Linked DNA regions of Mus musculus: regions 1, 2, 3 and 4 are each linked to region 5. A link is a contact called in public promoter capture Hi-C data. All regions are on one chromosome and are shown on one strand. The core of a region is the stretch at or near the end of the contact, and the rest is flanking DNA. Distances in the headings are between cores, read along the strand shown.

The links. Promoter capture Hi-C pulls out the DNA fragments that hold promoters and counts their contacts. Capture Hi-C pulls out chosen DNA fragments and counts their contacts.
Region 1: a promoter capture Hi-C map of maxillary cranial neural crest shows a contact between it and region 5, with 8 times the contacts expected there. The contact joins the enhancer-like site here to the promoter of Zfp507 in region 5. A contact is called at or near these places in 7 of 39 promoter capture datasets (cranial neural crest, frontonasal cranial neural crest, hippocampal neurons and 3 more) and 1 of 115 datasets of contacts at active chromatin or transcription factors (embryonic limb bud).
Region 2: a contact with region 5 is called in a promoter capture Hi-C map of liver, with 3 times the contacts expected there. The contact joins the enhancer-like site here to the promoter of Zfp507 in region 5. A contact is called at or near these places in 7 of 39 promoter capture datasets (the 3T3-L1 cell line, cranial neural crest, frontonasal cranial neural crest and 3 more).
Region 3: a promoter capture Hi-C map of adipose tissue shows a contact between it and region 5, with 4 times the contacts expected there. The contact joins the promoter of Wtip here to the promoter of Zfp507 in region 5. A contact is called at or near these places in 2 of 39 promoter capture datasets (both in liver) and 1 of 9 other capture datasets (adipose tissue).
Region 4: a contact with region 5 is called in a promoter capture Hi-C map of cranial neural crest. The contact joins the enhancer-like site here to the promoter of Zfp507 in region 5. A contact is called at or near these places in 7 of 39 promoter capture datasets (cranial neural crest, embryonic stem cells, hippocampal neurons and 3 more) and 5 of 115 datasets of contacts at active chromatin or transcription factors (astrocytes, craniofacial prominence, embryonic forebrain and 2 more).

What each region holds. Positions count from the first base shown.
Region 1 is chr7:37,224,886-37,230,179 of GRCm38.p6, reverse strand. No RefSeq gene overlaps it. Among named protein-coding and RNA genes, the nearest start is that of Gm38995, 22 kb to the right of the region's middle. Within about 2 kb of position 3,514, at least 10 of the 459 cell types and tissues checked have an H3K27ac peak or open chromatin away from gene starts, as enhancers often do.
Region 2 is chr7:37,081,847-37,086,911 of GRCm38.p6, reverse strand. No RefSeq gene overlaps it. Among named protein-coding and RNA genes, the nearest start is that of Gm36830, 8.5 kb to the left of the region's middle. Within about 2 kb of position 3,706, at least 2 of the 459 cell types and tissues checked have an H3K27ac peak or open chromatin away from gene starts, as enhancers often do. A contact at or near this core is called in liver, where this site is marked.
Region 3 is chr7:34,129,632-34,135,024 of GRCm38.p6, reverse strand. Wtip (WT1-interacting protein) reads left to right here and starts at 1,757. Exons shown (of 8, transcript NM_207212.2): 1 at 1,757-2,536. The coding sequence starts at 1,966.
Region 4 is chr7:37,252,179-37,257,366 of GRCm38.p6, reverse strand. No RefSeq gene overlaps it. Among named protein-coding and RNA genes, the nearest start is that of Gm38439, 38 kb to the left of the region's middle. Within about 2 kb of position 2,791, at least 26 of the 459 cell types and tissues checked have an H3K27ac peak or open chromatin away from gene starts, as enhancers often do.
Region 5 is chr7:35,800,935-35,806,215 of GRCm38.p6, reverse strand. It overlaps Zfp507 (zinc finger protein 507), which reads left to right and starts at 3,227. Exons shown (of 7, transcript NM_177739.3): 1 at 3,227-3,382; 2 at 4,688-4,778. It overlaps E130304I02Rik (RIKEN cDNA E130304I02 gene), which reads right to left and starts at 3,624. Exons shown (of 3, transcript NR_033567.1): 1 at 3,195-3,624.

The sequences.
Region 1 (5,294 bases), core at 2,265-4,764, 1.4 Mb before region 5:
GAGAGCCTCTCTCAAAACACAAGGCAAATAAAAATCTGAACTGGAAAATTCCTACACTGCATCTTTTAGCAATGCCAATGAAGAAGCCATTGACGGCGAGACGAGATCTAAGTCATCAGAGAAACACAACTTTCCCCTTCCCACACTTCTGGTGTCCCTTCCAGAGGATGCACGCCTGTGAGCAACCACCCTTCTATGAGAGTGGCAGCCAGTCATCTGTCTGCACTGGAGGCTCAACAGAGCCTGTCCCCACCTGCCCAATCTGTGAAGAAGAGCACTGGACACAGTACTCAGAATCCACGTCCCTGGGGAAGTCAAGGATGATGGTAAGAGCTGTTGTCTTCTCTTTTCTTCTTTGCACACCCCAGGCCAGTATCTACTCTTCACCCTCAAATCAAAGCCCAGCTGTCACCATGAAAGATCTCTTGTCCAGGGACTCTAAGACAGTAAGCTATCTGCCTCTGTTACCCAGGAGACCTCTCTCCCTTCCTTCCTACCCCTCCTCTCTTTTTTTTCCCTCTCCTTCCTCTCTTCCTGTAGGGGGCCATGTATGTATGCATGTATGCACAAGGTCATGTGAATATGTGTGTAAGAGAGAATTGTGGGAGTGTGTGTGTATGTGTGTGTGTGCGTTTGCATGCACGCATATGTGTATGAGTGAATGAGTGAGAGGATGTGTGGGAATGTGTGTGTATGTATTCGTGTATATGTGTGTGTATGAGTATGAGCGTGTGTGTGTGTATGTGTGTGTATGCAAGTGTGATGTGTAATGTGTGTGTATGTGTGTGTGTGCGTGTAAGTGTGTGTGAGTATATGTGTATATGTGAGTGTGGTATGCAATGTATGTGTGTGTGTGTAGTGGACATTGCTTAACAACAATAAGATGACTTGTAAGGGCTAGTCTGTCCCAGGAGACCTTCAACATCTAGCTGCCCTGCTGATGTTACGTGATGTCTCTGAGGGATGAGCATTGCAAACAGAAGCAAACATCTTTTGCTCAGACACACAATCTACCTTCTCTGTCACCTCAGCATCCTGTGACCTCACCTCTTCTCCTTGACTCTGGCTCTGCATAGATACCTTTTGGTCCATGCTGTATCCAAGTCTGGCCACTCATGACCTTTGAACTTACTGTTGTGACTTCTTTCCCCTGTCTCCCTCTGCAGTCTTGAGGTGTCTCTGCCCTTCTCCAGCCAGGTTCCCACCAGCTCTGCTGACATATGGGCCTCCACTGGTCAATGTCACCCTTGCTCCTTCACCTCTTCAACCACACAGACTTGGATTTTCTTGATGATAATGACAATGCTCTTTTTCCTATTTTTCTGCCTTGCTTGTTGTCCACCCTGCTTGACAGAGACAGACAAGTGCATGCCTGCAGGGAGCCTGGGTTTCTCCCTGTTGTTCTCTGTATTCGGGCAGTGCCTGGAGGTTGGCAAATGCTGGAGGCACTGGAGCAGAAGACACCAACCATTCCTGCTCATCACACAACTTGCACGTAGCTCCTTGCTCCTGCTGGGAGCCAACAGCGTCTTGCCTTTATAAGATAGGGTTGAGCTTGTCTGTCTCTGAGGACTTCAGTCACCTCTGTTGCAGCCTAGTGCTTAATCCTCTAAGATAGTGGAAGTCTTCAGTGCTCCTTGCTACATCTTCATTCAAAACCTCTAGGTAAAGAGCTTTCTGGGGAAGGACAGGTGCCTGCCACCACACAATGGCCATTGCCGACCATGTACTGCATCCTGAGTAGTTGCCAATGTGAATAAGGCTAATACCTGGTTCTTGTGGCACCCAATTCAGCAAAAAAGATAAGAACAGGATTATGAGAGAGCACAATGCAGGTACATGGGTCATAGCAAGAATGGATAGTGTGCCTCAGCCTGGAGCTGATCCTGGGCTGGTTGGATTTTTTTTTTTTTTTTTTGTCAACTTGATGTAAGCCTAGACTTATCTGGGAAGAGAGAATCTCAATTGAGAAAATGCTTCCATCATAATGACCTATAGGCAAGTCTCCATTAATGATTGGTATGGGTGGGCACAGATCACTGGGAGTGGTACCAACCCTGGGCAGGTGGGCCTGTGTCACACAAGAAAGCAAGCCAGTAAGCAGCACTCCTCCATGGTTCCTGCCTTTGTCCCTGCCTCCAATTTCCTGTTTTGAGCCCCTGCCCTGACTTCCCTCCTTGATGGACTATGATCAGGATGTGTGAGCCTAAGAAACACTTTCTTCCCCAAGTTGTTTTTTGTTTTGTTGTTGTTGTTGTTGTTTTGTTTTGTTTTAAATCACAGCAACTGAACCAGACTAGGATAGAAGAAATGAAAAGGAAGTAAAAAATGTTTCTCCCGGGCCCTGGTGATGATAACCAAGCAGGTACTTGCAAAGGTGGTGTCTGGTGACTGATAAAACATAAGAAAGCTACTAGGGGAAAGAGCTTGGCTTGTCAGGTGTTAGATCTCATACAATGTACTCTTTCTGACTCTGGCAGTGATGGATCCAAGAGCAGGTGACACCCTCAGGAGGTTATCTTCGTGGGCCATTTGAAAAGCAACATCTTTACCAGGTTATCTCTGAGCTACTTCAGAAGCCTTTAGAAGACTCTACCCTTCCCAGTTGCTTTGCCCTGTCCCAACAGGCTCTGTAATCCCAACGCCAAAGCAGACAGGTCTTCTAGAAGCCAGCTGCACCAGCAAGCACTCCGTCTGGCCCTGCTTTTATGATGCTATAGATGGTAGGAATCCTTACTGAACTGTATCTCCCCACTCCCTGGCTCCATCAACTCTCAGGCAGCCATATTTAGGAGGGAGTCACAGGGACAGGGGGGCGTGCGTGTGTGTGCAAGCCAATATTCCCCTGTCTAATTTATATTTTACATTCCTGTAAAATCATGCTTAGGGTATTTTGGTAATCTCTGCTGAGATTAAGTATAATGCTGTACATTTAATTGATATAAGTGGTTTCAATTCTCTTTAATATGACAAATCTCCAGTGTGAAATATTCTTAGTTAATGATCAACATAAAATAGAGTTCATTTTTAATATGAGTACAAGATTTGAATTAATTTGTAGCTAGAGCAGGGGTTATTAAATTGTGTGTTCACACAAGTGCGCAGTTACACATGTGGCCATACATGTGGGGGACATGTGTGGTCATACATGAGGATTGGCACATTCATATGTACTCTGTATAAAAACACAAGGGGTGTGTTTCTTCTGGGCTGAGTCCAGTCTCCACCCTTCCTCTGTCCTCTGTCTTCTGGAAAGGTATCTTAGCATCCCATATGTCAAGAGCTGCCCACGCCCTTTCTGCCGATTCTTAGTCTATGGTGTAAACGGGGTTGCCTGGTGTCCTGGGTTGCTGGGCCTGAGTCCAGGAACAGGGTAGGTGACATATCAAAGCTGGACAGATGCTGTAAAAATTATGCCAAGGTCATCTGTTCCTCCCTACTTGGAGTCTGGCAGGCAGCAATTACTGGCTTGAAAATTAGCATATTGCCGTACATTATCAAAACCATATGATAGCTGACGTCATCCAGAGAGTTCCATGAGAGACTCAGAGTTTAAAGAAGTTCCTCCCAGTCCTGTCCAGGAGACTGCCTCCCAGTGCTGCCAATCAAAGCCAAGGCTGTTTGGTGCATGCCCTTGCTTCTGACATACACTGGCCTAGACAAAGGAGTATATTTCCCTAGGACATCTGAGGTAGCAAGAATTCGTGGGACACTGGAGCCTAGGTCTGTGTCAGTCACCTTCACCCATCTCAAGGAGGACACCGAAATCCAGCCACTGCCTCAACTACTTTTCAGCAGCAGCTGAGTAGCAATCTTACAACTGTTAAAGAGAAAGTGGAGTGGGGGTGCGGGGTGGGGGCACGGAATGGGGGCCCGGGGAAGGGATGCAGGGTGGAGTCCCGGGGAGGGAGTATACAGAGTAGGGGGCGCAGGGTGCAGGGTGCATTGGGGATAACTGTCAAAGAGAATTTGAATATGTTATAAACCATGTGTGGACTGGAGGCAGTGACATGCAGCAGCTATCTGTTCTGACTGGACTTTTGCTTCCCTTTGCAGCTGAGACACATGGCGAAAGCACCTTCAAGCTCTTTGTGATTCGAACCATTTTAGAAAAGCAGTCCCTCTTACAAGACTTCAAGTTAGCAGTTGCCTCCTTAACAATGATGGGATTCGAATCCCACTAACAAAGAAGCCCCCCCGCCCCTCCTGGAGACCAGGTTGGGGTACAGGAGACTGTGCACAGTCAAGTTCAATTTCTATTGGTTTATATGGCTGCAGAAAGAATCTTTAATCACATATACAATATTATTGGCAACGCTGTGCAATAAGAGGGCCGAATGCTTCGGTTTTTTAGATTTCCTTTTATATATCAAAATTGCTTTTCTTTCAAATTAGTGCATCCTATACATTTTCTTAAAAGAAAATTACTTATAGCTTCACTTCCCCCACTACCCTTTTGTTAGCTTACCATTCTTTTTAAAATCACCAGCTCACTGGGGGCTGCAGCCTTTCAAATGCTTTGCATACGGAATGAAAAGCTTGGGTGTATTCTGCTGTAATTTTTAAGAATGGCATAATTTTAATTAGAAATGTATAGATGGATAAAAATAATGCAGCTTCACGTTACTAATTAGGTATTTTATTACTCGTGGATTTAAAGAAGAAGTGAGCTGGCTTTTAACAAGGCACTGGGGAGCCAGACAGGAGCTTCTACAAGGCTCCCCAAGAAAAACCAGGTGCTGCAGGACCCACCTGGTCCTGACTGAGGTATACTGGGGTGCTCTCTGGTAGGAAAGATTGGAGTTGAGAGAGAGAGAGAAAAAAAACCAAAACCAAAACAAAAGGAACACAAAAAAACGTTCCCAGCATGAAAAATGCAGAGACATCAGCCAAGAGCTGGGAAGTCTTTGAAATCTAGTATCAAGCAGCAAATACAGCAAACCCAGCCTTCCGTCTTAAGAGTCTCACCCCTCCACGAAGCAAGAATCCCAATAATGCCAGCCAAATGGAAGCTTTGTTTTTTCTTCCTCCTTAGCATTTCCAGATAAATAAATCCATAGCAAACTGTGTGGCACCTGCTGCATATTTCAAAAGTTCATCTTTTGGGCTTTAAGCAGAGATGCCTGTGATATGGGATGGCTGCCTTTAGGAAGTCAATCATCTTTGGCTTTTGTTTGGGTAAGATGGCTTCCTCCAATTTGCTACAGAGGTGCAAAGCCCTGGCAGGGCTCCCCGACCCAGGATGCCTGAGGTGAAGCCAGTGTAATGTGTTGTGGCTGTAGCATTTGAGGGGT
Region 2 (5,065 bases), core at 2,457-4,956, 1.3 Mb before region 5:
ATGGCATTCAACTTGGCTCCCTTTATAAACACAGCCAGACCCAGCACAACATATCTCAGGCTGCTGGACATAACTTCATAGATCAGTTGGATTTTTTTTTCAAAATTAAATGACATAATCATTGTGCTCCTGGAGATTCTGTCGTATAATGCAATGGCTGGACTTTTGATAAATAGACTTTGAAGTGCTCTACATATTTCTACAAGCTTTTATCCATTTGGCTAATTTTATTCTTTATAAGTCATGGAGGACAGGCAAATGGTCCTGTGATTAGATCTTGCCCAGACTCGGGGAGAGAAGTGGAGTTTGAGCTGCTCTTCAAAGCACAAAGAGCATCTTTTGTAGAAAAAAAAAATAGAGTCAGAATACAGGTGAATGGCAGGGCTGAGATGGACCACAAAGCCCTTAAACCTGTAGTTCTTGGTGTGTAACATTCCACCCAGGGCTCAGCATCTCCCAGGGAAGCATTGCTGTGTACACATGCTTGTTGAACTAAATTTATCAGAATGTCTTGTCAAGCAGACTGACAGTGTATATTTGAGGTTTGGGGTTGTCTCTGGATTGGCAGTGTCTGGGGGGAGGATAATAAAGTAGGCTTAGTGTACAAGTGTGGAGCTTAAATCTAGGACTAATTACCATTTGATTTTCTTTTTACTTTCTTTGTCTCTCTCTTCTTTGTTTCCTTTCTTTCCTTCTTTTTCTTCCTCTTCCTCCCTCTCCCTCTCCCTCTCTCTCTCTTTCTCTCTCTCTCTCCCTCTCCCTCCCCCTCTCCCTCTCCCTCTCCCTCTCCCTCTTTCTCTCTCCCCACCCCCCCTCTCTCTCTTCCCCCTTCTCTCTCAGCAACAAAAAAATTATTTCAGCTTTAACTTCCAGGTCACAGTCATTGATTGAGGCATATCAAGTTAATAACCCGAGCAAGATCTGAGGCTGAGACCGTGGAGGCATGCTCCTTCCTGGCTTGCCTTGTCCCTGGCTATTGCTCAGACTTCTTTCTTCTACAACCCAGATTTACTTGCCTAGGGACGCACTTCCCACAATGGGACTGGCCACCCACATCAATTAGCAAGCAGGTAAAAGCCTAGATACGCCCACAAGACAACCTGATGGAGGCAAACCCTCAGCCAAGGTTGCCTTTTCCTAGATGAGAGTAGCGCCTGGGAAGTTGGTCGAAACCTAAACAGCAATTATCGTTGAGGTTGCATCTTATATACTGAAGAAACTTTCTTGAGCCATTAAAATTTTAATGAGACTATTAAATGATTAATTAAATAAGAGAACAATCTTACCAAGCTCTACAGGACACATGTAGCCCAGATGCGTCCTTTTCATTCAGCTTAATCTGAGATATAATCATAATTGCATTTCTAAGCAAGCAACATTTGCTTGCATTGATGCACATGTATTACTTTCGGTCCCTTTCTGTATTCACCCTCTTTAGGCTTCTCAGAATCTTCATCTTTGATGTTGTCCCTGTGACCAGATGCACATGGTGGATATTCCCTTAGATGATACTGGATGATAATAACCTCTTAATTTTGCTAGTATTAGAATAGAATTATTCACCGTCCTGAGAGCTAGCTAGTTTTCTTTGTACAACTTGACACCATAATGACTTCACATGCCTCCCCCCCCAATATATGTTGTTTTGGGGGAAGAAATTGTTTATTTATTGAATCATTTCTTTCTTTTGTCTTCGTGATCTTAGCTTACCTCTGTTCTCTTTGTTATCCTGGAGTTAGAGGAATGTGGGCACACACAACAGTTACCAATTGTATGCTGTGAACTTTTGTTTTTCTTTTTGTAGTTTCTCCTTGGTGATGTTTAGCAAACGATGAGCTTCCATCTTTTGAATTTTTATTTTTCCAATTTTTTTCCCACAGTGTCCTGTCACTATATGAGTCTGCCATTCTCTCCTGTCCATGTCTTAGCCCATCTTTGTTTTTTAATGTTGCTCATGTGAATACTTCATTTTTTTTACATTAATTAATTGTATTCACTTTACATCCTGATCGCAGCCTCTCCTCTTTCCTCTCCTCCCAGTCCCACCCTCACAACCCTACCCCTATTCTCCCTTCCTCTCCTTAAAGAAGGGTGGTTCCCCCACAACACCAACCTGCCCTGGCACATGAAGCCACAATGGGACTAGGAGCATCCTCTCTCACTGAGGCCAGACAAGACATCCCAGCTTGGGAAAAGAAATGTAAAGGCAGGCAGCAGAGTCAGAGGATTTGTTAGAGGATCAATATGAAGACCAAGCTGCACCATTGCTACAAAGGTGTAGGAGGCCTACATCCAGTCCATGCATGCTCTTTGGTTTATAGTTCAGTCTCCGTGAGCCCCATGGGCCCAGGTTAGTTGACTCTGTAGGTCTTCATGTGGTGTGCTTGACCTCTCTGGCTCCCTCAGTCCTTTCACCAACTCTTCCTCAAAACTCCCCAAGCTCTGCCTAATGTTCAGCTGTGGGTCTCTGCATGTGTTTCCATCAGCATTGGGTGAGGCTTCTCAGGACACAGTTATGCTAGGCTTCTGTCTGCAAGCATAGCTGAGTATCATTGATAGTGTTAGGGTTTGGCTCTCTCACATGGGATGGATCTCAAGTTGAGCCAGTCATTGGTTGGCTGTTCCCTCAATCTCTGCTCTATCTTTATCCCTGCACATCTTGTAGGCAGGGCAAAGTTCTGGTTGGAGGTTTTGTGGGTGGGCTGTTGTCCCCCTCCCTCCACTGGAAGTCACACCTGGCTACAAAAGGAAGAAAACTGGTATTCAGTGTTTCCTTTTATCCATGGCAAACAAGTTCCATAGCCTCCAATGGACACCAGAAATCACTCAGAATATCAAACTACACATACATACATACCTACATACATACCTACATACATACCTACATACCTACATACATACATACATACATACATACATACATACATACATACATATTCAAACTAAACTTTAATTCATAAATAGAGGCAAAGTGAGAAATTAACAACTGGGGATGGCTGTGTAGAGATAAATGGCTTATGGTTTAAAATCATTGGCTGCTTTTACGTAGGACCTGGATTTGATTCTCAGCATCCATATAGCAGCTTCCAACTGTCCGTTAACTCCAGTATCAGGGACTCGGACTCCTTCTGCTGGTTTCTGCAGGTACTGCACAGACATGCATGCACAGCCAAGTGATGATGATGACGATAAAAACTTTATAAAACAAGCTAAAGACTATAATTCACAGTAAAATAGAACACTTGTAGAACTATGCTACTACAATAAAATCCATGTGAAACTATTGAGCATGAAACCTCAGAATAGGGGGAATTACTGTGTACGTGTAAGTAGACATGGCATCCTCTGGTAGCACTTTTAGATCAAAGTCCAGCGATACATGTCAGCCATGATGGAGCTCAAGAGGAAGAGGAAAGGAAACATTGTCAAGCCCGTGATTCAACCCAGCTGTCCTCCCAGGGCAGGAAGGGCTAGGGTGCTGGAAAAGGTCCAAAGGATCGTTCAGCTTTCTGCCAGGAGCCTCATCCGAAGTATGGCTCCCGTAGGTTCTGAAAGGATAGACTAATTCTTGAAAAACCCTTAGTTCCAAGAGCCTGAGCCTCTCACCCTTCCATCAAGTGCTGGCCGATTTCTGAAGATCTCTGCAGTTCTTGAAATTTCAATAGAGAAACCCAGATACCGGGATTAGGAAATAATTAAACCTGCAGAACTCCATTGTTTACCTTAAAGGTCACTCCAGGAAGAGTCAACCTCAGCTCTCTTGGGTAGGAGATCAGACCGTAGTCTGGAAAGCAGAAGGCAGGGGCTGTCGTTTGCATAGGTTCCTCAAGAATACCTCCATGTCAAACTTGAGATTCTGCTTTGGGATGGAGACTTGTTATCCAGCCCAGTATATTGCAGATGGAAAGTGGGCTCACGTCAGACCCTGATCTGCCTTCCAGTCTTTGTTCTGGTTGATTGCAAATCGCTCTAGTTCTCTGAGAGAATGTAAGATGTGGCCAAACTCTTTTCTATTATAAGGCTACTAAAGGAGACAAAAAGCATCCTCAGAGGAAATCAACAGAGGAAGAGATGGGAAGAGCTTTATATTAGTTAGCTTTGCATCATTATGACCCCAAAACATCTGGCATAAACCTCATAATGGACAAATTATTCATGGTACTCATAGACTTAGAGGGTTCCGCCCATAGTGACTTGGTTCCTCGTGTTTGTAGAGAACCTCTTGATGGTGAAATTGTGAATCAAAATGACTCCTTCATCTCATGGTCAATAGGAAGTAGAGACTGTGACAGGAAGGGGCCAGGGATAGTATGTCCTCAAGGATATACCACCAATGACTTACATTCTTCAACTGGGTGTAAACCAATAACATTTCTAGAAGAATCCAATAGTACAACCAACTGGAGACCCAAGCCTATGTTCCCATTTCATACAAAGTCATAATAAACCCATGAGCATCAGAGAGAGAGAGAGAGAGAGAGAGAGAGAGAGAGAGAGAGAGAGAGAGAGAGAGAGAGAGAGAGAGAGAGAGAGAAGTAAGTGTAGTGGTCTTCATGGCCTTTTCTCCTAAAGCTCTTACCCAAGGGGTGACCTCAGTTGCAGATCCTCCCTCCATGCTTCCAAGAGAATTGCCCAACCTTTAAAGAGGAGAAATAGTGAACCACAGTGAGTTGCTTCCCTTGGAGAGCCTCACATGGAACTCTTAAATGCCAATCAATACCTCTTCACTGATTTTTCACAAAAAGATGACCCTGTTCACAGACTTCAGAAAAGCTTTTGTTTTTCTATTTTCCAATTCTGGAAATTGAACCCAGGGCCCTATACATGCTAGATAATCCCCTACCACTAAGCCACACCCCTGCCCCCGTTTTACCTTTTATTTAGGGATATAGTATCTCCCTAAATCACTCAGACTGACAGCTAGATGTCTAAGTAGCCAGGCTGAACTCAACTTTCTATTTTCATGCCTCAACCTCGAGAGTAGCAGAGATTACAGGTGGGTGTCATAAAGATGCTTCTGAAAACTCAGTTTGATTGTGTCTTATGACAACATACGGAGCAAAAC
Region 3 (5,393 bases), core at 508-3,007, 1.7 Mb after region 5:
GTGTGCACGTTCACATGTGGATGTGCTTGTATACACACAGTGTGTGTATATGGAAGTCTGAGAAGAACTTTGCAGTCTACTCCTGGTGTGTGTGGGTCCAGGGAATGTAATGTGGGTGGTCAGGCATATCAACCAGCCCTGATTTGTGTGTATGTGGCGGCGGTCAGAAGACAACTTTAAGGACCTGGTTCTCTCCTTCTACTGTGGGTTCTGAGGATTGAACTAAATAAGGCATTAGGTATATGTATACAAGTGGTTTTTACCTTCTGGAGGCTTTTCACTGGCCCCCAACATTTTCACTTTTAAATGGCTGATAAATGTGATCAGTGAAATGGGATCACCGGTCAAATGGTTTCTCCTTTCTCATTGGACCATGAGGTGGCTCTCCTGACTGGACATTTGTTCCTCAAATACTTGCTTCCACACCTTGTGTGCATAAGGCAGAGCTGGAATTCCTTAGGTCCTAGGAGGTGCATGTGTGTGTGGGGAGGTTGGAGGGCGGGTTGGGGGGGATGGGCCAGACACTACAGTTTCCCTTCCATCTGGGAAGCAGGTGTCCCAGCTGGCTCTTTGCACAGTGAAGGCCAGGCTTCTGTGCATCTGGGTAGGTCAGTCTGCTGCCAACAAGCTCCCTTCCCCTGGTACTGGGGCATGTTACCATCCCCCTCTGAGAAAAGGGAGTCTGGAAGTGAAGGGCTTTCCTTTAAAACTGTTTTCCTGATTACTGGGACACAACACATGAGGTTTGGTTTTCTTTCCCATGACAGCTCTTGCAGGGTAAGACAGATTTTTGTTTGTTTGTGGGTTTGGGGTAAGATACAATATGGGAGTCTCACGTTCAGCCTGCTTCCTTCTACCAGGGTAACTAACACGGAGAAAAGGAAACAACTGGATTTTCCAAGGCCTAGTGGATACTGGTTCTAAATTGACAATAATTCTGAGAGTCCCCTCACATCGGAAAAAACAAACAAACAAACAAACAAACAAACAAAAAACCCTTAGACTCATTATGGCTCTCCAATTAAAGTAGGGATGCCAGTTGATAAACAGGCTTGTTTTGCTTGCTTGTACATCATGCACGACGTTCATGCCTAGCAGTGGAAGAGGTGGTCAGATTTCTTCGAACTGGAGTTAAGGAGAGTTGTGAACCATCGTGTGGATGCTGAGAACTGAATTTGGGTCCCCTGCAAGAGCAACAAACTCTCCTAACCTCTGAGCCATGGCTCCAGCCTAAAAGAATTTTGGTGGAAGTCACACTTACAATGGGTCCCGGAACTCATCCCGTGATTCTTTTCTAAGTCCCAGAATGTGTAATTGGGACGGTTATACCTAGACTTTGCTAGAATCCTTACACTGTGTTTTGAAACTGCCAGAATTCCCACGTTGGTGTCACATCCATGTGGCACAAAGCAGGCAGCATCAGGCTGTGTTCCTTTAGCAGAGGGCCAGGGAGGAATATGGGGAGGGAGGATGTGGGCTCGGGGCTCAGCCTGGGGGTGGGGGGGGAATCTGGAATGTGCCCTGAGGCCTCGGGGTGGACCAGAGCCTGGGCCACCGCTGTCCCGCCCGCGTCCTCGCGAAGTCTGCGCACCCCTCGGCCGGGCCGTCGCCGCCCCCCCCCACATTCCAGAGGCCGCTGCGCAGTCTCCTTCCTCACATTCCTGACGGGGCAAAGGAGTCCCTCCGTCCCCCCGCCCCCTGCGCGCGGTCTCGAAGCGGAGGGGGCGCGGCCCCGAGCTGCGCGCGCATTCCTCCGCCGCGCGCCTCCGTTCCTCCCTCCCTCCCCGCCACGGCCCCGCGCGAGAGTGCGGCCCACGCCGAGCGACCGCGACCCGGGCCCCGCCCCGCCCCGCGCCCAGGGGTCCCGGGGCGGGCTGCGGGCCGGCGGACGATGCGGCGGCGCTGCCGGAGCGGCGGCGGCGGGCGGCGGAGGCGGAGGTGACGCGCCGCGGCGGGCCGACGGCCATGCAGCGCTCGCGGACGGCCGCGGACGACGCGGCTCTGCTCCTGGCCGGGCTGGGCCTGCGCGAGTCGGAGCCGACCGCCGGCTCCCCAGGGCGCGTGCGGCGCGGGCCGAGGGCCGTGGACGAGGCGGCGCCAGCGTCGGGCCGCCGAGGCAAGGGTGGCTGCGGCGGCCCCGAGGCCGCGCCCGACGTCCCGAGCCGCCCCGAGCGAGGCCCGCGCGCCAGCCTCGCGGGCTCGGACGGCGGCAGCGCGCGCTCGAGCGGTATCAGCCTGGGCTATGACCAGCGCCACGGCCCCGGCCCCGGGCCGCCGTCGGGGGGCAGCGCGCGCTCCAGCGTGTCCAGCCTGGGTTCCCGTGGCTCAGCGGGCGCCTGTGCAGACCTGCTGCCGCCCGGCGTCGGCCCGGCGCCCGCCCGCTCTCCGGAGCCTGCCCAGTTCCCCTTCCCGTTGCCGTCGCTGCCGCTGCCCCCGGGCCGGGAGGGCGGCCCGAGTGCGGCCGAGCGGCGGCTGGAGGCGCTCACGCGGGAACTGGAGCGCGCGCTCGAGGCGCGCACGGCGCGAGACTACTTTGGTGAGCGTGCGCGGGCCAGGGTCTGGGTCGGGGGTCCCGGGGTTCTGGTAAGGGCTGTTCTCCAGCCACGGATGCGGAGATGCCCGGCGCTTCCTGACTTGAGGCGGGGGTGGGGTGGGGGTGGGTGAGGGGTGGGATCCAGACAAAATCAGGCTGATTGACAGCCTAACCTGTTTTCTGGACACTTAAAAAAATGATTATTTACTTAGAGACAAGGTTTCACTCTGTAGCTTAGACTGGCCTGTCTTCCTGCCCCCGACTCTGAAGTTCTAGGAGTAGAGACATATGGACTCTGCAAAAGATTCAGTTAGGTGTATATTGAAAGTACCTCGGGAGGTCAGAAGGTGTCAGATTCCTGGAACTGGAGTCTGGTTGTGAGCAGTATTGGGAACTGAGTCTTCTCCGTTGAGAAGTTGAGTCTTCTGCAAGAGCACCAAGCTCTTACTGCTGACCCATTCTTAAGCTCCTTTGCTGGGCATTCTTCTTCATCCCTAGTATTGCCCCTAATAAAGTTTGATGAAGAGCAGAACGGAAGCGTCTCCCCTTCCAACTGAGGCATGGATAGGGGCAGAAAGATGGGGTTCCCCGGGTACCCCTGAACCTGTGTGACTGAGACTTCAGTGCTGGTAGAGGCTGTAGGTGGAACTGTGTGAGGCTACAGGACCAAGGCAAGCATTCAAGGCTTCTCTGGGCTAGGTCTTATAAACAGGATATTTCCTACAAGAATACCGAGCTAGGGGGGTAGCTCTGTGATAGAGCACTTGCCTATCACTGCCCTAGGTTTGTTTTCCAGCAAGGCAAAGCAAATAAACAAAACCACAAACCAGCCTTACATCTGGTTACACATAGATAGAAAAAATACAAAGAAAAATACGCGTTCAGACGTCACCCTTTAGCTTGGCATGGTTGGTACAGACCTGTGATGCCAGCACTGGGGGTTCAGGAACAGTAGGATAGTTTAAAGCCAGCCTCGTCTACATGTAGTTCCCAAACAGTCAAGGCTACAAAGTCAGACTGTGCTTCAAAAAGTGGCAACAGAAAATAGACTTTATATCATTAAATACCAAAGAAAGGGACTCTGACTCATAACAGCCCTGGTAAAGAAATCACATGCATTAGCAAGGCCCCAAAGTCTCTGATGGCTTTTCTTGGCACAACAGTTAGGTGAGTCAGGTACAGGGAGTGAAGCTGGCTTGGGGATGTGTATGGTTAGCAAGCCTGGGACAGGGCTGGCTGAGTCTGAGCTGTCTCACATTCAGTAGAGCTAGCAGCTCCACGATGCTTTGAAGTAGATCTTAGGGGAGTAGACCTTAGCAGGTCGTGTGGGTGTTTTCCAGGGTGGAGGAAGAAAGTGAGGGTATGAGAAGGTTGTAGCCCAGGATGGTCAAGGGCATGCACGGGCTAGAGTGGTTTGGCTTTGGAATGAGATGCTTGATCTGATGACGTGAGAAGTCAGGATGGGGAATCTGTGGTTTAGCCGAGGTGATGGCTGCTGTAAATGGCCTGGGAGTAGGAGGTGAGTGAAAAACTGACCTTCTGCCAGGAGCCAAATTGAGACATTTCAGCCGGATACTCTCTGTGCTCTTGGTTGAGCATCTGATCATCTTCTGGCCCGTGCACACTTAGAGGCTCAGCATTGGTCTGTCTGTTGGCCCCTGTGGCCACTCTCAAGTCTGCGTATTATGCTGGGTATTTAATGTGAGGGTAAAGACACTATAGCCCAAAACTGCTGGAGGTGAGGATCCTTTCTAAAGAGCACCGAGGGCTCAGCTTTAGCCCTGTTAGCCACACAGGAGACTGCGCTGGCTGATTATAGAGGTTTCCCTCTCTGAATAAGCTCTCATCTAGTGCAAGCTGCTCCAGAATGTGCTCCGGAGCTCAGGACAGCCTTTCCCAAGCCTAAACCCCAAGCATTGGGATTGCAGGTGTGCACAGCACAATCAGCTAGATTATGGGGTGATGAGGATGGAACCTTGGCCTTCATGCATGCAAGGCAAGTACTCAGGCAAATGAACAGTGTCCTCAGTCCCCCTTTTTAGCTAGGGCCTCACTCTGTATGCCAGTCTGACCACCAAGTAACCATCTTCCTGCCTCAGCCTCCTGAATGCTAGGGTCACAGGTTTGAGACGTGATACCTGCTCTAAATGCTAGCTCTCACTCCCTAAACCAAAAATATGCCTTTTTTCTGGTTCTTAAAAATGTGCAATTTCGGTTAAACTATGTGTTTGATATCAGTTGGGGTTTTTGAGTTACAGAAATGGCAGTTTCTAGGTATAGTAAACAAGCATTTGGAAAACTGAAACAGAACCATTATGCGTTCCAGGCCAGCCTGTGCTACAAAATGAGACCTGGACAGCAAAACAGAAAACAAAAATGTGTTCATTTCACTTTTTAAAAATTTAATTTAGAGGCCAGAGTCTTAGCTTAGGTTAGCCTTGAACTCTTTTTGCTACAGCCTTCCAATCGCTGGGAATACAGGCACGTGCCATCCTATCCAGCTTGCAGTTTAAAAAGTTTCAAATCTTTTTTTTTCTCCTTTTTTTTTTTTTAAGATTTATTTATTATTTCTTAAGTACTGTAGCTGACTTCAGACACTCCATAAGAGGGCATCAGATCTCATTACGAATGGTTGTGAGCCACCATGTGGTTGCTGGGAGTTGAACTTGGGACCGGCAGAGGAGCAGTCAGTGCGCTTAATGGCTGAGCCATCTCGCCATCCCTGTTTCAAATCTTTTGACCTGAATAAGCACCTCTTACAGAAGGAAGTCTGACTTCTAAGAACCTTGTCTATAGTGTGTTCTTCTGTCTGTTCCATCCCTAGCTCCCTCCTCCATAGGCTCTGTGTCAGCTGACCTCT
Region 4 (5,188 bases), core at 1,542-4,041, 1.5 Mb before region 5:
GGGGCTGCCCACATGGAGGCTGAGTTTTCATAGAGTTGATCTAGCCCTAGCTTGTGTGGACCATTCAGTACAGCAAGTGTCTGTGTGTCAGACCCTGTATGAGTTCTGGGGAGGGAAGGAATGGGTGTTAATGGAAGTCAAGCTAACTTCAGGCTGCAGCCCCATGTGATCCCACAACCCTAACCTCAAACCCTAATCCAACTAATGAGTGTGGACCACCCTGCACAGTACATGCATGGCTAAGGTCAATGTCCTTAATTGGGGGTGTGGGGATCGGGTGGGCTCCAACTGAAGCTGGTTTTATCACTTCAAATCATCCTAGTCTAGAAGCCCTCCCTGTCATCCTCCAACATCTTCCAATGGGGCCAGGAGGCAGTGCTATCTGTATCAAGGCTGCTGGTCCAGCTCGAGCCTTGCGCTCACACTCGGCTTCGCAAGCTCGCTGGCAGTCACCACCCTCAGCTGACCAAGGCCAAGTGCACCTGGACCTTTGCAAACTCTTGGAAGACATGCTATTTTTCTTTGCCCAAGTAATTGTTAAGGACAGAGCCCGGGAAGGTATTCTAATTAATTAGAGCATATATTTGAGTCTGTCACAGTGTACCAGACTCAGGACCAGAATCCAAATTTCCCACTTATCTGCCTCCACCAACCATGACCCGAGGCACCCCTCTCCTTCCCCGAATTTGTATTTGCGTGTAAGCTGCAGCCTGTGACCAGAGCCTTATTAGCTGATGGACATTTTACTTTTAAATGACCATTAACTTACCAAGAGCCACAGTGTGCTGATAAAGGAACCCTGTCAGGACCACATCTATTTCTCTCCATTATCCTTCAGATGTCCAAAGCACATTTCCATCCCTAGGACCACTCGGTCTAGAAGAGTGCTCTGCACCTGTCTGGTTCACCTGTGTCTTTGCTCTCTCTGTCCTGCCTTGTGCCCCGAGAGCCCCCACAACCACAATGGAGCTAGCTGACCTCTTCTGTTCAACTGTGAACATTTGAGCCACGGTGTAAACAATCCGGCTTCCACTCAGTTGTGATACGTCCTTGCTGGACACCTCTTGCAGCCTCCAGCTCCGAGACTAAAGATGGAGGTGGGTCTGAGATAAGATGCTCTGTTGACCTCCTGGGATTCCCAGGCAGAAACTCCTGCTTGGCTGGAATTCCGTCCACTCTTGGCAAGGCTAACTTCCTGTCTCCAAGGGAGAGGGCCTTGTAAAAAGGCATAAAAATGAGGCTTCTAAAGGCATCCTGGACTTCAGCTAGATGTTGCAAAATTACATTTTGATGAGTTCAGTGCAAATGAACCAGAAACATATGGATTCAATTTCCCTCGGAATCCACATGGGTTTAAAAACCAAAGGGGGTGGGGGAGGATGTATTTGAGGAAGAACATTTTAGGTCTCAGCAAATGCCCCACATTTGTAAACAGCAGTTTGAGGTCTGTGCTGATTGCATCCCGGGCTGGTTTCCTCTCCCTAATAATAGAATAGACAGGATGCTGTGCAGGGTACCAGGGGTGTGAGGATACCCCAACAATTCCACTCCTTCTCTTGTCTCAGCTCCATGTCTGAGGTGGTACCCAGATATCCCGCTGAGGTTTTGACCCCACACTTCCACATTTCTGCTTCTGCAAAGATAAAATGTCGCAGGGGGCATCATGTGACCATCAAGTGCCAGGAAGGACCCACACTGAGGAAGCTTGAAGTTTAGGATGTGAAGTACAAGGCTGCTTAACTTAGGGTAGAGACGAGAATGTGAATCTGAGGCTTTTGAATGAAAGGCCAGGGATGTTCTCTTCATCAGAAATGCCCTCCCCCACCCCCAAACTCCTTTCAGACAGGGATCAAGAGGCATCTATGCCCACCTGGAAGTGTGGTTCCAAAGGACACTGGGGCAGGACCCAGTGCAATGCTCATGAGAGGCTCAGAGATGTTCTAGAAAGTTCCAGATAGTTCCTTAGGTGAAAAAATAGAGAGAAAGAGAGGAAAGACGAACCTGTGAAAGCCCTATCTCTCATCTCCCACTCAGAGCAACCCAACTCCCTCTGTTATTACTGACCGTAAAGGTGAGATTTTTGACTGCTGAATGAATGGTTCATGGTTAAAGTTTAAAAATGATAGGAAACTTGGGCAGGGGCGGGGCTTCCCATCCCTACCGAGTCAATCCAGTTTTACAGATGTCCAGATGATGCTACGAGCTGCTGTGGGTTTCTTGTTTTCTCTTTGCAGTATGGGTTTGCATAGCTGCTAGCTACCAAGACACCAGAGCTGAGAATAAACAAACCCACCCATCTGACCATTTAGGTCACTTCTCTGCTCAAACCTGGTACTACCAGGCAGTTAGCAGAAAACTAAGATTCAAAGTCACTTGGAGGAGTCACCTTGGGAAAACGACTGTGTGAGGTAATGAGATGGCAACAAATTCTGGGCACCGGAGAATTTTGGCTCCTTACACCAATATGCTAATCAACGGGGTGGTCCAAAACAAGCCTGCAGTATGGTCCAGAGCTTTGGAGGTAATGCTTCTGAACGCCTTAGGCAGAACTCCTGGCTTTTGCCGAAGGGAAAGGGAAAGAGCCTTCTTGGCTCCTAGGTAGCAGAGGGAGCCATGAGTCTGCACTGTCTTGGCTTCCCTGGGGAGAAAGCTGCCTGGGCCCGCCTAGGTACATCCTGAGAAGCGTGCAGCCAAACCAGATCCCCCATCTGATTGCTATTAGGCTCTGTGACTTTCTTTATTGGCAAACAGTCTGTCAGCAGCTTCTCCTTGCAGAGCGGCCCAGATGTGCTTACAAAGAGTTCCACACTCAGCCCCACGCGCACCACCACTTTGCCAGACTGCATCCTGGCCCAGGAGTCCAGCGGCAGACAGAGCAAAGCCTAGTCTGGAGCCAGGGGAAGTAGAGTGACCCTGCATGTGCCGGTCCATCCGTTTAAGGTGCAGAGCACGCCCCTGGTGCGGTGGGGACCAGCTGGCCCTGGGCACAGTTTGAGGTGATGCAGACGAGACACCACTCTGGACTCTTGTGTTCTTTGACCCTCCATCCTGAGGGAGGGTGCTTCTCGCTGGAACAATGGCAGGAAACATGACGGCGGTCGGCTGTGGTCCTTGACCTAGCTTATGATGCTATCCAGGTGGCCCCCCACCAGCTTGTCCCTCGAGATAGAGGACAGCATCAAGAACTTCGTCTATGTGAAAGGGTGATAGCTACAAAATTGGGCCTCAACATACCGTTGTCACAGGAAGGCTAAATGCTTGAAGCAAACAGAACCATGCAAAATGAAGCTCCCATCCCAGTTTTCTGGCATCCACAGACATCCGTGTGCATCACAGAATCCCAGGTCTCCTTTGGGAAACCTGTGGGATGAGCCATCCCCTCTTTTACATAGACTTTATAAGCCTTTCACCTGCCTCTGCTGCTTCTTGTATCCAAGGGTATAGTTGGACCCACACCTATGTTTTCATCCCTGAGGAAGGCTCTCTAGAAAGAAGGGATAGGGTGAGGTTCAGGTAACTTTCCCTCTGTCACCTTCCTTCCCCCAACCTATACCTTAAAAGTCAAAGACAATTCCTTCTGATCCAGCAGGAGACAAAATGAGGCTGGAAAGGAGGCCAGTCTTTCAGAGTTTCTCAGACAACCTGCATCAAAGAAAGACTCAGCCAGGCCTGGGGGTCCAAGCCTAAACCCCAGCTACTTGGGAGGACAGCCATTTCAAGGCCTGCCAGGGCTACACAAGTGAGTTCTAGACCTGTGCAACTCAACAAGACTGTTTCAAAAGAACATGAGAAATATCACGGGGATGGGAGCACAGCTCTCTGGTAAAGTCCTTGCTTAGCACATGGGAGGGCCTGGGTTCATTCCTCAGTGTTGAAAACAAATTGTTCAAAGGCTGCACTGGTTGGAAAGCACCGCCATCTCTTGGGGCCCACTGCCCTCTCAGATCCTGCATGGTCTCTCTTCAAGCAGTTCTTATTCCAAGAATGCTTTGCTGTGTACAAGGCTGTCCTCTGCAATGTTTTGAATACTACAATGCCATTGTTCAGCTCCCTAGTTTGACTTGTCTAGGACAGTCATGTTAAATGAAGTTAGCGCAGTAGTTACTAATGGGCTAACCATAGAAACAGGATTCATTCTTGGCCCATGAGGCATAAGCCAACACGTTCTCAAACAGATTCCCTTCCTTTAAAAGGAGACATAAGAACGTGGCAACTCCCTATATCTTTCTTCTGTTTGATCTTATTTATTTGGTACTTTGAGGGTTAATTTTGATTGACAACTTTACTGGATTGAGAGACATCCAGGAAATTAGCAAAGCACCTTTGTGGTGTGGCCATGAGGGAAGAGGGAGGAACAGTTTATATCTGGCAGCACCATCCCCTAGGCTGGGCACCTTGATGGAATAAAATGGGGAGAAAGGGAACATGTAGATGGGTACTAGCATTCTGTCCTCTCTGCTTCCTGGCCTCCATCAAGCAGTCAGCTCTCCCTTACCATGGTGTTTACCATCATGTTCACCATAATGTTTCTGTCTCAGCACAGGGTCTAAAAGCATTGGGGTGGGGCCAGCTGACCTTGGAATGAAACCTCTGAATCCATGAACCCAAATAGTTATTTCCTCTCTTAAGTAATTTCATCAGTTATTTTGTCACTGAAACATAAAACTAACTGTGGGGCCAATATTGCACCAGGAAGAGCAAAAGCAGAGACCTTAAGTCAAGGGCTCTTTATGTTCTCAGAACTCAGATAGAAACAGTAAAGATTTAGACAATACTCATTTCTAGCTTTCCTGCTTCCTCTGACATTGATGCTATTGTTATTTACCTGGGTCAGAATTGGATTTAAATACCTGTATCAGGGGCTAGAGAGATGGCTCAGTACAAGAGCACTAAGTGCTCTTCCAGAGGACCTGAGTTCAATTCCCAGCCACCACATGGTAGTTCACAACCATCTGTAATGGGATCCGATGTCCTCTTCTCGTGTGTCTGATGAGAGTGACTGTGTACTCATATACATAAAATAAATAAATTACTTTTAAAAATTAAATAAATGCCTTTATCAGCGTGACAGACCAACAGGCAATTGCAGTATGGATCACTCTGTATAAACTCCTTGGAGGCCTCTGTGACCCAAATGGAGTAACTATGTGTGTCTCTTCCACCCAGTGGGGAACTCTGTGTCTAACCA
Region 5 (5,281 bases), core at 1,978-4,477:
AAAACCATTCTGTGTCTGGTGCGAGGTGCTGAGAGTTCATTGTCCACAAGTTTAATGGAACAACGACTGGGTCTTTGCATTCCTTTGACTTTAAAAAACGTTTACTACAACCTTTCTGGAGAGCAACTTTTTCTAAAAAAAAAAAAAAAGTCATATTAAGCAAAACTAGTGGTGCAGGCCTTTGACATCAGTACACAGAAGAGAGAGATGGGAAATGGGAGATAGAGATGTAAAAATGGGAGATTCAAGCTAACCCGGGGCTACAGAAGTGAGTTCAAGACCAGCCTGGGTAACTCTGTGAAAGTGTATCTCAAAATAAAAAGGGAAGGGGACCTGGGGGTGTAACTCAGTGGCAAAGAACTTGGCTAGGAGGTGTGGAGTCCTGGAGTCCAGCCACAGCACTACAAAAGTGTGTGTGTGTATGTGTGCGCACATATGTGTGTGCACGTGCACATATGAACTCAGATATATATACACATGTGCATGAATGTGTAAGTGTAGGTATATGTACATAAGTGTGTACACAAACCAGCTTGGAGAGCAATGGGTTTATTTGGCTTACAGGTTACAGCATTATCACCAGGGAAGCAAGGACAATAGCTAAATCAGAGGCCATGGAGGAGTGCTGCTTACTGGCTTGCTACCCGCGGGTTGTTCAGCACACTTTCACATACAACAAGGGGAAGGGAAAACATTGTCAGATTTGATCCTGGTTCCTCCTTTCATGCTTTCCTATCTGGGGCTAACCCTAATGTCTTTCTCCTTCTAGCCTTCCATGCTAATTCCTCCTTCCCCCATACTTCGCCTCTAACTTGTAACTGAAAAGAATCCCTCAGCCCTTGATTTTCATTTCTTCACTATTTGGCCCAAATGGTGAAGGAGTCTGTGAGCCACCAGAGAGAATTCTAACTCTGCTGGTTTTCCAACACCCAAAGGCTGGTGACCTGTTTTCAAAGATTTGCTTTTATTTGTGGGGTGGGGCAGGGCGGGTATGTGAAAATGAATGCTGACACTCATGGAATCCAGAGATGCCAGACCTCCCCCACACACCTCACTCCCCCCTGACCCCCGGAGCTGGAGAGACGACTGATTGGGAGTGTTAGGATGGACCCCTGCTTACCCTTGCACAAGCTAGGAAACCCCATCTGCCCTCCTTCCTCGCAACCCCACCCACAAACAAAGGAAGGGCTCCAAGTGCCCAGGCTGTTGCAACCTCCTCCTCTGATGCTGCCAGCCACCCCAGTCCCCTCAGTCCCCAGTACGCTCAGCTCTTGGGCACAAACCCAGCTTACTGCTGACATATCATCACCCTTCGCCTACAGTCTATAAAACTACCTCACCCTAGTCCGGATGCACGATTTGCCCCGCCCGGTTCTTTGCGACCCGACCCGTGGATCCCACCTGAGAACGGCATCTAATAAACCTGGCTTTATCTATCTCTAGTCTGGTCTAATCTGGTCTATATCTGCGTCATCTGTAGCGAGAAGAAGCCCATCCATGAGCTGAGGGGGTGTGAGCTGCCTGGCATGGGTGCTGAGAACCAATACGTCTTCTGCAAGAGCAGAATCCACTCTTAACCATTCAGTCATCTCTGTAACCCCCCAGCTGGTAAACTTTTATCCAGAGACACAGCAAATAAGATGGCTGCCGTACCTAAACCATTACTTTTTCGTATGTATTTTGACGACTCAAAACCCAACCTGCTTGAAGTGGGTTCTAAATATACCAGGAAACATCCAAAAGGTATCTCACCTAACAAGGCCAGCCTGGCGCTATCACTACGATCCTCCCTAAAGTCCTTCCTCTGGCCACGCCCACCCATTGAATCCAGACCCAAGCTCGTGGCTCTGCCATTCCTGCTAGCCCCTACCTGCCGGCTTATTCTTGGGTTGAAAGCTGGGTGAGATTGCTTCTCTCAGTTTGTATTCATGGTATTAGCACAGGACCCAACAGGGTTTGTTACAGCAGAGCAGATACTTCACGGAAACAGATCCAAACGACAAACATGACGGCTCGCTCGGAGTTATTACCGCAAGCTCACCAAGTCAGACCTTACAACTCCTGAAAAATCTTTCAAGGACCGCAAGAAGGTTCAGTTGGTAAAAGAACTTTCTATCAAAGCTGCAACCCGAGTTCAACCCTTGGGACCTACACGGGAGAAAAAGTGAACCAACTCCAGAAAATTGTCCTCTGTCTTCCACACACGAATCAATAAATGCTTTTTTAAATTTTAAACATAAAAAAAAAAAAGAAAGTATTTTTGACCCAGAGCCAGCACTGCCTCTCATCAGACATACGGTTAGGACCTCTACATTTTTCAGCATACGATGCCTGAAAAAAATAATAGCTCCAATTAGAGCCTGGTATGGTGGAGACACATCTACTCTCCCAAGCTACCCTGGAGGGCTGAGGCAGGAGGTTCACAACTTCAAATGTCTGCCTGGGCTAACTACATAAGGAATTAGAAGCCAGGATGAGTTGTTTCAGGAAACTCAATAGCTCAGTGGAAGAGCATTTATCTAGGAGGTATGTGGTTCAATGGGTAAAGGTACTCGCTGCCAAGTCTGAAGGTTTGAGTTCAATATCAGAACCCATACCATGGAAGGAAAGAACAGACTCCTGAAAATTCTCCTCTGACCACAAGTCTCCACAAATAACAATAAATAAATACGTAGATAATATTTTGTGTGTGTGAATGGCTTACTTATCTGTATACCTGAGCACCATGTGTGTGTCTGGAGTCTGTGGAGGTCAGAAGAAGGCCAGAGCTTCTGAGTCCCTGGAAGTGGAGTTACACATGGTTGTGAGCCACTGTATGAGTGCTGGAAACCAAACCTGTGTCCTCTATAAGAGCAACCACGGAGCCATCGCTCCAACCCTCGCTCCAGCCATCACTCCAGCCATCGCTCCAGCCCTCGATAAACTTTAAAAAAAAAAAAAAAAAAAAAAGTCCAGCCAGATTCACAAGCACAAGGATGTAAAGAACGATGGGGTAAATGAGGGGATGAAGAATGCCCCAGCAGGTTGAGGCCACAGTGGATATCAACTGAGTTCTAGACCAACACCAGCTCTGACAGGACCTGGATGGCCACAGCATCTGCCCAGAGCCTTAAGGCCCTTTCTGCCAGAGGGCGTGGTCTGTGGTGGCTCCACCCCACCACAGCCCCGCCCACGCCGCGCGCCTCCAGGCTCACCTGACCGGCTCGCCGCTCACGTGATCTGTCTCGGCGCCGCCATCTTGGAGCCACGGCCGAGGAAGGGGCAAAAAGGGGGAAAGAGAGGGAAAGGAGTCGGGAGCGAGGCGGACGAGGGCGAGGGTACGGTGGGGTCCCGGCCGGCCAAAGGAGGCTCGCAGGAGCAGCAGCCCGCCGCCCGACCGCAGGTACCGCGCCCCGGGCCGCCCCTCCGCTTGAGCGCCGCCGGCCATGTGCGGCCTCGCTGGTGACGCCCGCTTCCTCCTCGCCGGTGACGCCCGCGGCACTGCCACGCACCCGAGCCTGAGCTCCAGGGCCCTGTGTGTACTGTCGTCCCTCTGTCGGGCCTGTGGAGACCCCGGGCCCGCCGTGCCGCTGGGGGTGGGGGTCCCGTTGCTCCCCAGGTCCCGCTGAAGCGCCTTTGCCTTCTGGAGACGTGAAAGCGCTTAGGCCAGCCAGGATGGAGCTTAAGTTTCTTTAATCCCCCGTCCTTTAAGCACTGCGTGGTGTAGGAAATGCCAGCGCAAACGAAAAATAGCAATCGTGGCCTCCCACACGTACACATCCTCTGGGATTGACTGATCTTTCCAGAGATCGCTGAGACCATTGGTGAAAGTGCCCACCTTTCCAGACCTGGGGCATCCCGATCGTTGTTTGGAGTCCGAGGCCTGGGTGATTAATTAGGTCCAGGCAGCCACCCCCACCAAAGGTTGCTGACAGTGGACAGGAATTTGCTTTCAGTCTACATGGCCCAAGGCAATTACTGGATTTACCCCCTTTTCTGTCTGAGTTTGTACTTTCTACTCTACTGGTCTGATTCTGTGTATGGATTGCTATATTGATTAAAAAGAGAAAGTTTGACCCTTCATTCCTTTACCATGGTAACTCTGGAAACTCGGAGGATGCCCTAGCGGTGTACTAATTTTACTTAACTGTAATCGCTAAGTTACTTTCTAAGGGAACCGAATAAGCCTACTTTAAAGCAACAATAGGAAAACAGTAGCCAAAAAAAAAAAGGAGGACCAGGGCAGGAAACTGCTTTGGAGAATATATAGGTCAAGCCACGTTGTCGCATCTTTTCATGGTACTCTTCTGCCCACTGTGTTTGACTAATTTACATAATCACCCCTTAGGCTGTAATTTCGGTTAAAGTTAGAATAGCAATATGTCATTTATTATTCCATATTGGTTAGAAAATTATGTCAGTAAAAGCAGTAGTTTGCTGAGTGAATTACTTACATGGAGGGGGAGGTTTAAAATATACAATTGTTAGAAGTTTTCCAGGCTGATTTGTTTTAGCTTCTGCAAAATCCTCTACTTGTTAAGTAAATTATGTAAATTTGCCTCACACAATTACATTGCATGAACAGCTTTCCGAAATTTCTTTTCAATGTTAAGTATTGGAAGTTTCTTCACTGCCGAAATAAGTTACTGTGTTTCGCCCGCCAATGGAGAGACGTGTTTGATGGTGTTTATTTCCTTCTTGGCCACAGCTGGATTGTGAATATCGATCCAGGAGACTATCTGTTTCAGAAATTGATTGGAAAGACACTGGCTCTGCCACTAACAGCCATGTAACCTTGGGTAAGTCACTTACATCTCACTGAGATGCCTTATTTATAAACCGCCACCACTGTGACTGGACCCACAGAACTCTGAGCAAACGAAGCTGTTTGCTGCTGCCTAGCATCCATCCGGTGCTGTTACTTGATCATGCTCACCTTGAGCATGGAAAGGGAAATCGGTATACTAGGGAAAGCGTGGTTTGAGTTCTGAAGCCAGGCACTGTTTCACGTCTGTGAGCCTCAGAGGTGTTCCTTGACACTTTGTGTCCAAAGAAGGGCTTGGCCACCAGGAATTACAGGAATATTACAGGAAATGGACGCAGGCCTAATTCTGGGTTTGCAGCTCCAGGACAGGTGGTCTTCAGCGCTATGTTTGGCATGTGTGTTTCATAAATTACAATGAAGCTGAACACTACTTGATGTTAGCTACGACTGTGTTTTAATTGTAGCTGCAAAGTCAAAATATTGTCCCAGGCTAGGTGCAGGTAAGACACTCTATACTATGAAACCAGTATACTTCTG